2 separate regions of the Xenopus tropicalis genome follow, and region 1 is linked to region 2. Evidence: chromatin contacts called from public Hi-C data. All regions are on one chromosome and are shown on one strand. The core of a region is the stretch at or near the end of the contact, and the rest is flanking DNA. Distances in the headings are between cores, read along the strand shown.

Region 1 (5,443 bases), core at 1,630-4,129, 770 kb before region 2:
CAATATGGTTGAATGGAGTCAGGGACACAAGGAACCCCTAGGTGAGGTAAAACATGTCCAAGCCCAACACACAGCAGTCTTTTATAAACCAGAGGAACTAAAACAGAAGTATTAAGGCTATAAGAACAATTTCTCCTGTATGGGATAGCATGAGATAACATTTAAATAGGAATCAGTTCTCCATGCACTCTCCACTTTCTGTAGTTTCTTTTCCTATATTATTACAGCCCTGGAGCAGGAAGTACAAAGTGCAAAGGAAAAGTGTTGCCCTCATTTGTAACAGTTATACTACAGAGTAATTTATACTTAAGACTTGTGTCCATTTAACTGGGGAGCAGTGTAGTCCTCTACATGTTGTTAAAGGATTTTCCCTTATGATGGTTACAGATCAGCTTCATTAGAAGGGAAATTGCTCCTTCTGCTATAGGAACCCCCACCCCACACTGTAATACCAATAATTTTTGGTTCAGTTAGATACCATATTAACCAAGCCATTAGGCTAGAATGAAACATCATTATTGTCTTAGTAAAGTCAGTGTACTTGTTTCTTCTGTATATATATATTAGATTTGCTCTGTCCTCCTCATATTTCTTTACCAAGGTCTCCATAGGTCTTCATTACTATGAGCTAGGGAGGGCTGCTTAGTGGGGGCCTGGTGAGAAGGAGCCATAGGCCAGCATGTATTTTCTCCTGCCTTTTGGCTTTCGCGGGCTTTCATCAGCAGGTTCACTTCTGCAACTGTGTGTTTCTTAGAAGTGAAGAACTCAACATGTTCCGCTGTGGATGCTGGGAAAATATGTTTGGAAGTTGGCACAGCTATAATGGAGAAAAAAACAAAAAACAAATTAACATTTGCTGTCTAGGCAGGGATTTAACTATACTAGAACTTTATATATATATATATATATATATATATATATATATATACAGTATATAGTACTTTTTCATTATAATACACAAATTTTAGTGAGTTAGGGAGTTAAGGAATCACTCACGTTTGCCCATGATTTGAAGCTGCTGTCTCAGTAGGCTCACTGCCACCTCCAGAATGTCAGCTTTCTCTGGTTTGGATGGGAGATGATGACTATCAAACTCTTTCTCCAGTAACATCCTGAGCTGCTCGATGCTGCTGTTAATCCGATCTCTCCTCATCTTTTCAACCACTGGTTTTCTCATCTAGGGAAGGAAATATAGTAAGCCTATTAGTACAGAACCATGTAGCCCCCACATACCCAGAAATGCGCACAGTTGAGTCCATATCCATATTTAGCATTCTCATAAATTGTGACCCAGTATTTCAGCTGGCCACACGAGGAAAGAGTCTTTACTGGGTGGGGTTGTTCATTGTGTTATCATTAAGTCTGATATCTGGGAGGGTATGATAAGAATCAGGGGAAAGTGTTTTCTAGCACAATATCTTTTTACTACAATATGTTTTTACCACTAAATGGTGATGTTCTGCTTAGGATCAAGCTATTTGGTAGCTCCCACTAATATCTACAGACGCAAACATGTAGAGAAAAAATATTCTCCCTATACTCTAATAGATATTTACATAACCCTACTTATTAATAGGGTTGTTGCATAGTATTACAATTACCAACAAAATAATCTCAGTTGCCAGGGATGGCAGAGCCTACATAATATGTGCATGTTGGACTATTTATTATCTGTAATTTGTTTCCTAGTTATTCATTGCACTGCTACAAATGACCAAATATTAAAATACATTGATATGTATAGCCTAGTAGCATACAAACAAGGCAATGTTCAGCATTTGAACTACAAAAATCCAAGCCAAACGTCGGGGGCCAAAAGCAAATTTTCTTTCTGCCCTAAGCTAAAACTGGCCAGAATCCTAGGGCCAAGATTGGGAGTAGAGAAATCCAATCCATATATGGAAACAGTTAAGGTGGCTAAACACATTGGTATCCATCCAGCAGGGACAGATTTGTTAATAAAAGCATGCTATTATAATACACTGGAATCAAACTGTACCTTTCTCATATCTTTGCCAATGTTATTCTCCATGTGGTGCATCCTGTTGCTATAGGGAGCCATAGTGCAGCAGATAAGTCCACGTGTCTGTAGTCCGGCAGTCTAATATCTGTGAATGGAGCAGCCTTCCTATATAGGCTAAATACTGGCAGCCAAGTGTGAATTGGAGGTTCCCACACTCAGCAGCCAATGAGAGAGGCCGGTGAGACAATGGAAGTGTGGAACAGGACAGCAGTGCATATGGAGCCTGGAATAAAACTTGGAGAGGAAGAAGAGTGTGGGAAAGCACCAGGCTATACAACATGGGCTAATTGATCTCCTGCTCTTCCTTTCACATCTGTTGTTATCAAAACATTGACGTTAAGCCTTTAAATATCACTATTAAGGGAACTTGTGTGGCTGCTGGGCTTGTGTCTGCAATGCAAAGACTCTGTTTTGTTTACAGCTCGTGTCAGCTACTGATCCTACAGATATCCCGAATCATAATACTTTAAATAAATTACTCACCTAGCAGAAGAGGCACAAAGTCATAAAGTATGTTTAATTTTTAAAAAAAGGTAACTGATCAGAAAGATTTTAGAATTACTTTTCTGTGTTGGATGACACACTTTATTATTTTATTTCTGATAATTAATTACATTTTTAAAAAATGAATTCAATTAATTAAAACGTGTGCATTTGCAGATTGGTACCCATACTTCAAACTATGGATTTAAACTATAGCCAGTGCCATATGAACACCTTGTAGCTAAAAAGCTAAGGGCTATGGTACACAGAACTTCAGGTTTTAAGGTGCAGTTCCAATGTACCCAGTAATGTCCTCCATTGGGATCACCTGCAAATGCTTGTTTGTTAGTTGATTGCCATAGAAGTCAATGGGGCACTTTCAGAAACCAGTCTCCTGACACAAGCATTTGCAGGCCATAACCATAGATGTCAATGGATTCTTTAAAAGAAAATTTAAACAAGGTATTTAAAGTGGGCAAATCACCTTATATGCCATTGCCTTAACAGTAAGTATACTTTATTAGGGGTGGGGGCAGACCACACAAAAAAAAAAAATATTGTAGTGTACGCTGACGTCTTTTGAAGCATGGAAAAAAATATATAAATTTATTAAATGAATCTATAAGTCTGTTGTGTTGCAGAGCCTATGTACTTGCCTAGCGTATGCATTACCAGCTGTTATCTGGCACTGATCAATAAGTGTGTGCTGCAGACTGGCTTTTACAACAGGCAGGGAGTGTGCATAGCAGCCTGGGATTTTACAGCTGCTAGGAAGTGTGCATTCCATTCTGGGATAACAGCCAGTAAGTGTGCATCACAGAGTGGAAGTTTACAATAGTCAGTAAGTGTGCTCTGCAGACTGGTCTATACTTTACAATTATGGTTGAAAGGGAAGCAGAGCAGGTATATGACTCCATGTAGTGATGTATCACTTGACACTTTTTCTTCCCCCATCATTACAGGCATGTTAACTCTTATTCAGAATGCTAGGGATTAGCGCTTTCCAAACAAAACATTTTGCATAAAGGATTTTCGCATAAAATATCCCATATCCATATCAGTGATCCAGTGCTTTTTAATATATATTCAGGTAACTAATTTTTTATGATACAAAAAAAAAAACTGGCCATACATCGGCCAATAAAAGCTGCTGACTCCCACTGACAGGCCTAATATCTGTCTGAAAGTGGACCAGATATCAGTCAGTTGGCAATGTTAAAAAATCTCATCGGACAATGATGGCGCATTAATATGTTCTTTGGGCAACGGGTGTCTGTCTGTATGGGGGGACCTGGACTGTGGGGTCCCCCCACCCCAGTTCCTTTCCTACCTCTAAAATTGTGGTGTGGGCTGGGAGTTGTAGCTCGAGCAGGCTGGGAGGTTGTGGGGGAGGAGCGACTGTTTGCACTGGGCCCCCTTAGAATATTTTTTTGCAAGGGGGCCCAATGCGACGTTACATTACTGTTTCCCACTATTATTGTCAATGCACTGCTCTGCTGCTGTGTTGCAAAAATGGCATTAACATCCTCAGCAAAAAAACCCACTGAATATTTATTACTACACTGAATATTTATAATTATTATAAACTAGAGGAACGGAGTGCATGCTTCAGGACAGGGTCCTTGTTAAATTCTGTCTTGGTATGTCATTTGTTATTCACCAGTCTTTGGCACAGCACTGGGTCCATAGCCAAAGATAAGGCAAAATTCTGATATGATATCCCAGTGAATATGGCTTTATGGCTGAATTCATGGCCCCAGTCCCATGCTGAATACCTAATGCTGCTGTTATGCATAGGAAGAGATTCCCACGGCAATGTAGCACCAAGACTTTGATCTTGTGGGAACTGCTTTGATGAACAGATACCAACATGTCTCCAGCCCCTCCTTCTCTCACCTTGCCTTCCTTTACATACAGGTGTCAGATCTCACAGACCAATGTGAACTGCTCTCTGCACTTCAGTTTCATGGCAGACTGGCCTATTCCCACACTATGGATTATATTAGATGCATCTATTTATGGAGCAATTTGAATTGAGACACTTTGGGGTATATATTTACTAAAGGGTGAAAGTTACAGTTTGGTGTATTTTTACCAAAATTTTAAATTAAAATGTGAGTCCTATAAGTTACGGTGCCAGTTGAAATTTTGCCAGTGCTAAACTTTGCGTTTGCCAATTTTTTAAAAGGGCAATTAATTATTTTTTTGCCAAGAGGAATTTCTCCAGGTTCTGACTAGCAAACTACCATCATAAAGACAGAGCAGACACTTTTGTTTTTGTGTGATCTATGTCATATCCTCCATGCTAATACCCCATATAGGTTATTTCTTTATGAAAGAAATAGCAAACTGACCTCTTTGCAATTGTATAGGGAATATACAGTGTATGTAAAAAGAGGCAACTTTTTGTTGCACCTGGTAACTGGCCGCTCAGTGGCGTCTGAAGCAAGGTTGACTCATGGCAGGAACATTAAACACAAAACCTACAATACCTCAACTGGCCTTCAGACTGAGCCCCCTTTCTCTCCTACACAGCTTTGGCCCCTATAGTGAGGTCAGCCACACAGTTTAAGGACCTATAACTTAAGTTGGGCCTTATAGGGTTGACATTTTGTCCCCTGTGCACTGTAACAGTTTGATTCAACTCTTATTAATACATACATATTTAGGCCAGTTTTTGTCTGTATTAGTCTTTTCTCCACCAGCAAAGAATGAAGTTCTCTACAACAGCAGGTTGCCCACACAAATGATTTTTTATACTGCACAGGGGTCCCTGTATAGTGTGTCCACAGGAGGGCGACTGCTGCACTGGAGCTCCCTACTGACCCTGCATCTGTAGAAACTATGCTGACGCAACTCTAACTGCAATCTAAGACATCATTCATGCACTGACTCACTGAACACCCTCTAACTCCCATGGCATATCACCTTTATCTC
Region 2 (5,150 bases), core at 1,071-3,570:
GACCCAAAAACTTTGCAGGTCATGGTCATCGGGCTGATCTGTCTATAACTTCATATTTTCAGTCAGTTAGTAATTACACCTTCTGCCTCCAGGAGGCTCCAGCTGTTTTAAAATACATGACTTTCCATGTTGGCAGGGGCTGCTGGGAGTTCAGCCTCGAATAGAGCAACGCAAGTTGCAATGTTCTGTACTGGCGTGTGTAAATGGGGTTGGAAGAGCAATGTTAGATGCGCAAATCTGCAACTGCCAACCTGGGACTTTTTCTGGTTGCTACTAGGGGTCACTGGTCCTTGCACCAATGGGATGCTGACCTATGAAACTACATTTCTACTGTTTTATACTAATTCTTCTCCTGGTCGTATTGCAGTCTGTTATTCAAACCATCATGTGGTTGCTAAGGTTAGTAACCCCAGCAGTTGAATTGAAAGCAAAAGTCTAAAATCTATTAAGAACCATAAAAAATGTTGATAGACCTTTTAAAATGATCAGCGGGCAAGCATATATACAAATGTTTTATTAAGGAAAGAAAGCATATTACACGATAAAATATAGTATTTATTTGTATAAACAAAGTACATTTTGCGCATATATCTATCTATCTATATATATATATATATAATTAAAAGATCCATATACATAGTATATACCAGAATCCATTCTTATAAAGAACAACCTGTATTCAGCTCTGTTAGAGCTTAGAGCTATTTGAATTGTTTCAAAACAAGGAGTTCACCATGGTCTCCACACGTCTTGGTTAATGGCTCCGTTGCTACTAGGTGCCACCAGCCCATGGCCCTGAATTGCTAAATGTCCTGAGGATCGGTCAGTAGGTAACTGACAGTCAGATGGTGCGATCCTGCGCTTGGTCGTTTGGGTCCCAGTGACTGAGTTGCCCATTTTTCCAGCCAAAATCTGTGTGTAAGGAGTGGTGTTGGCTGGGGGTGAGGCGCTGTCCTTAGTGCTGAAATAAGATGTATTTACTGCCGGCAATGCCCGGGCAATGTCTTGGGTAAGGTGGGCGGCTTGGCCTGACTCATCCGCTCTCAACAGGAATTGGTTCACTCCATTAAGGCAGTTTCGGAATCCAGCTTGGTACTCAGTACTTCTGTACAGTGGATTTCCTGCTAAGAACAAGCATAAAGAGACATGATGGCACCAGCAGCTTTATGGTATCATACAATAAATATAGTAGAAGGAAAAGGGGATCAGGCATAACAGAAGGGAAAGAAGTGTAGAGACTATCACTTGTGGGGGGGGGGGGCAATAACATCAGAAGGAACAGCGACATAAGAGAGAATGTGACGGGAAATAAAATGGGAACATAGGCAGGGGTGGGGATACTGCAGGTAGAAGTGAAGGGATCTGAACTGAAAGAAAGGCCAAGTTAAGAAGGAAAAACACGGTGGCAGGAAAGGGTTTGAGAAAATGGGGCCGAGAAGAGATGCAGAAACGAGAAGAGTTTTGGGGGGCACAAAGGAGAGGACAATGAACTCAGTTTAAAGGAGCAGAGAATTTATGGGGAGGAAAGAAGAGCTTGTGAGAAAAGCCACGGGGTGTAAATGACTTACCTTGAATGGAATTCTGAAGGGTTTTCAGATATTTTACAGTCAATTCAAGAATGTCTGCTTTCTCCAACTTGCGCTTCCGAATCTAAAAGAACCAAATAATCGGTTAAACTCGCCTTCACTTCAGTATTACATTTACTTTATACACGAACCATATCATTTATGCCACCACAGTACAGAAGGAAAGGGACACTGAATTGTACTGCATGTTTGTCACTGATATGTGACTGATGGTATTATTAGTTATGTATTTATAGTGTGGCCCATACATGTATATATAACGGGACAATTATTTACTTTAGTTCGCTAGGTCACTAGTACTTACATTTTGGGAGTAGTTCTTTTCTAGAAGGCCTTTGAGTTGCTCCAGAGATACATTGATCCTTGCTCTTCTTTTCTTTTCCATCAAAGGTTTAGATACCTGAACAGAGAGAAGAAGGGAGAGCAGAAGTGAGTGGCCGGTTCCTCCATAGCCAGTCATGGAATTACAGCACCGATGGGGGGAATTAGGGAGGAGAGAGAGAGAACAGCACAAGATACTAACCTTTCTCAGGCTGATCGGGTTGGATTCTGTTTGAGGTTCGGAGTGAGTCCCCATGTTTGAGAAATTCGGTTTTTGCGCACAGACCCGGGTAATGTACCAGTGAGGAGCTGAGTGGGGCAAGCAGGCTGGGGGCCAGAGTGGGTCAGCAGAGAGGGGGACTGAGATAGATGCTCTATGAGATTCCAAGTGAGACTGAGGTAGAGTCCGTGTAGGAATGCGGATTTATAGGGGCAAGCAGATTTACATCTGAATGCAGCACTTGACCCCCTGGCCTTTGGCTATCAATAGAAAGAAAGCATCAGTCCATTGCCCAGTCAACCATGAACTCATTCATGCCAAGCTTTGGTTATAGAGGGGATTGCATTTTATGGGAGTCTTCTGGTTGTTAAAGTCTCCTATGTCTATCTGAGGGTACAGATTCATTTACTGCTGATTGGAAGAAAGGAAATTTTCTTCTATACAGCCAAATACAGGAGGCAGAGAATTCGTGTGGATAACTTCAAGACAGATACAGTAGATAGATAAATAAAAGATAGATGATAGATAGATAGATAGATAGATAGATAGATAGATAGACAGGCAGATAGATGATAGATAAATAGATAGATATATAGATAGATATAGATAGATAGATAGATAGATAGATAGATAGATAGATGATAGATAAATAGATAGATAGATAGATAGATGATAGATAAATAGATAGATAGATAGATAGATAGATGATAGATAAATAGATAGATAGATAGATAGATAGATAGATAGATGATAGATAGATAGATAGATAGATAGATAGATAGATAGCACAACATGCCCCACTAATTATATATCCTGTAGGTATCCTGTAGGAACTACAGTCCAGGTTATTATGGCTCTTTTGTGCAGTTTTTGTATGTTTAATGTATACACCCATTTACTGTACAAGGCTGCTGGATATGTTGGCGCTTTATAAATACATGTTAATATTAATCATATACAATAATAAGTAGCAATGGCAGAGGTTCCTCAGGCTCTTCTCAGGTTCATACATATGAAGGGAGGAAGGGGGGCATTAATATTCCCCTTGCAGCCTGTACTGCTATGTTCTTAGCCACGTGGGGTCCCCCCCACAGAGCATGAAATGTCCCCCACAGAGACCCACAGAGACCCCCAGCCCAGCCTTGCCAGCGGCACAATTTACTACTTTCTGTGTGGCTGTCATGCTATGCTCAGACAGCGGGGGCACCTGGCTATGGCTAATGGCCCAACAATAAGGCAATTTTCTGCCCTTTATAGCTCGGAAATGAGAGATGCACTGATTTTCCGCTTTTGATCAAGACATAAAAACCATAAGGCGCAGTCAGCCCCCCCCCCCAGGTAGAAAGGCCCATTCCTTTCTCTTCCAGCAGCCCCCAGAACGGAACGTATCCTGTGCCATTCCTACACCCAATGGGGCATTTACTGCAAGTGTAGCCTGTTGAATTGGCTTCATGATCTCTGATCATTATTATTCTTTAGAAACCAACTACAATTCCTTATAACACAACTAAAACAAGTAACATTAAATCATTTGTGTTTGGATTTGCGAATAACATCACCTGTGTTTCAGCCTTGTGGTACAACTTGTGTGTGTGTGTGTACAACTCAGATGTGCCCATATTGTGCCTCTGTTGTGCCTGTTTTGTGCCACCCTTCCCAATAAGCATCTCTATGAGAATCTCTATTGCCTGCTGGGTCCCTGGGAGCTAATTGCCCCAATACAGTGAGACAATGAGGGCGCACCTTTCGGCAGTGGAGCAGCGGGTGTGACCGACCGGCCCAGCAAATGGGCAAATTAGCAGCGCTGTTGAAGTAATTTGTTATTTAATGATGGTTTCACTGTGTATGAAGCCTGTTTTCATCGGCCGCTTTACAACCTGAATGGAAGCCACTCATTTGCAGTTAAAAGGGAAGGCAAAACACAACAAAGCAGAACAGAAAGATCAAATGGTCCCAGTATAGAATAATGGCCACTCAAACACCCAGTAAATAGATCAATTTCCATGATAACACCTGACTTAAGTATCCAGATTTCATATAAACACATTCACATAAGAAACAGGGTTTACCACCAGAGAAACAGATGATCTGCACGTTGGTTTTCATATTGGCTAAACCGAAGTACGTAACCAAAAGAATGGCAGTCTATAATGACATATGTACCTCAAAAATCCCATTCTCTGTTGCTATATGTTACCCAAAGGATTCTAGTCTATATGAATATATGCATTGATGTAACCCAAAGAAAATTCAGTGCAGTCCAGCTTAGATACATAACATCTGTGGGGCGGGTACCCCCTACCTTGGTGAAAATAAAAAGGAAAAATATCAGGGGGCGACAAAAAGAGTGATGGAGTTAATGCAAGGGAAACAGTGGATTCCGATTAAGAATGAGAGAAAAGGACAGAGTCTGAGCAATGGGAGAGGAAAATACAGTTCTGGTATAAATTAGATGAATATGGAGAAACAGAAGGAGACAGATGAAGAGTGAAGGAGGGAGACTGGGCGAAAGGTACATATTAAGGGAGGTTGTATGGACAGGTACATGGGACACTTTAGTGATCACATCTTGTCAGGACACTACCATTACAATAGGTTGTTTGGGTACAGAACTCATAGACTCTATATACAATGAGGCCCAAAGCGATCAGTGTGACTCAGAAGAGAAAGACGCATAAGAGTTTGAGGTGCCTGGGGGATCGCAGTCGATTTGCTCTGATTGAATCAATCGCTAATATCTTGGCGGCGGTGACCCAGCAGCCCAGGGGCACTTAAACACCCAGTTTGCATTTAGAGATCAGTCACGTTCAATCTAAATTTGTCTTTTTAGCATAACCCTTCTTTTGTGGCTTGGGGGCCATTAACTGGCACTTTCTCTTTCTTCTTCTCTTGGTCCCTTCCCCTCTGTGAGCCTTCAGCGGACAGGATGGCACCTCGCAGCGTAGCGAATTATCCACCCGCCCATCCGGAGATTGGGGCAAAGTGCTCCTACAGGCACAGCTCTCACTACCGGCCACTCCTAC

What was found. Hi-C and Micro-C count contacts between places; a contact is called where the count stands out from the background.
Region 1: a contact with region 2 is called in a Hi-C map of gastrula embryo, with 3 times the contacts expected there. The contact joins the promoter of hes5.8 here to the promoter of hes3 in region 2. A contact is called at or near these places in 2 of 5 Hi-C or Micro-C datasets (gastrula embryo and neurula embryo).

The regions. Positions count from the first base shown.
Region 1 is chr7:99,552,638-99,558,080 of UCB_Xtro_10.0, reverse strand. It overlaps hes5.8 (transcription factor HES-5), which reads left to right and starts at 2,879. Exons shown (of 3, transcript XM_031905854.1): 1 at 2,879-2,968. The coding sequence starts at 2,933. hes5.9 (hairy and enhancer of split 5, gene 9) reads right to left here and starts at 2,093. Exons shown (of 3, transcript NM_001044486.1): 1 at 2,000-2,093; 2 at 997-1,177; 3 at 1-817. The coding sequence starts at 2,062. The coding sequence ends at 594.
Region 2 is chr7:98,777,720-98,782,869 of UCB_Xtro_10.0, reverse strand. It overlaps hes3 (transcription factor HES-3), which reads right to left and starts at 2,320. Exons shown (of 4, transcript XM_002933842.5): 1 at 2,110-2,320; 2 at 1,891-1,986; 3 at 1,569-1,650; 4 at 511-1,121. The coding sequence starts at 2,163. The coding sequence ends at 730.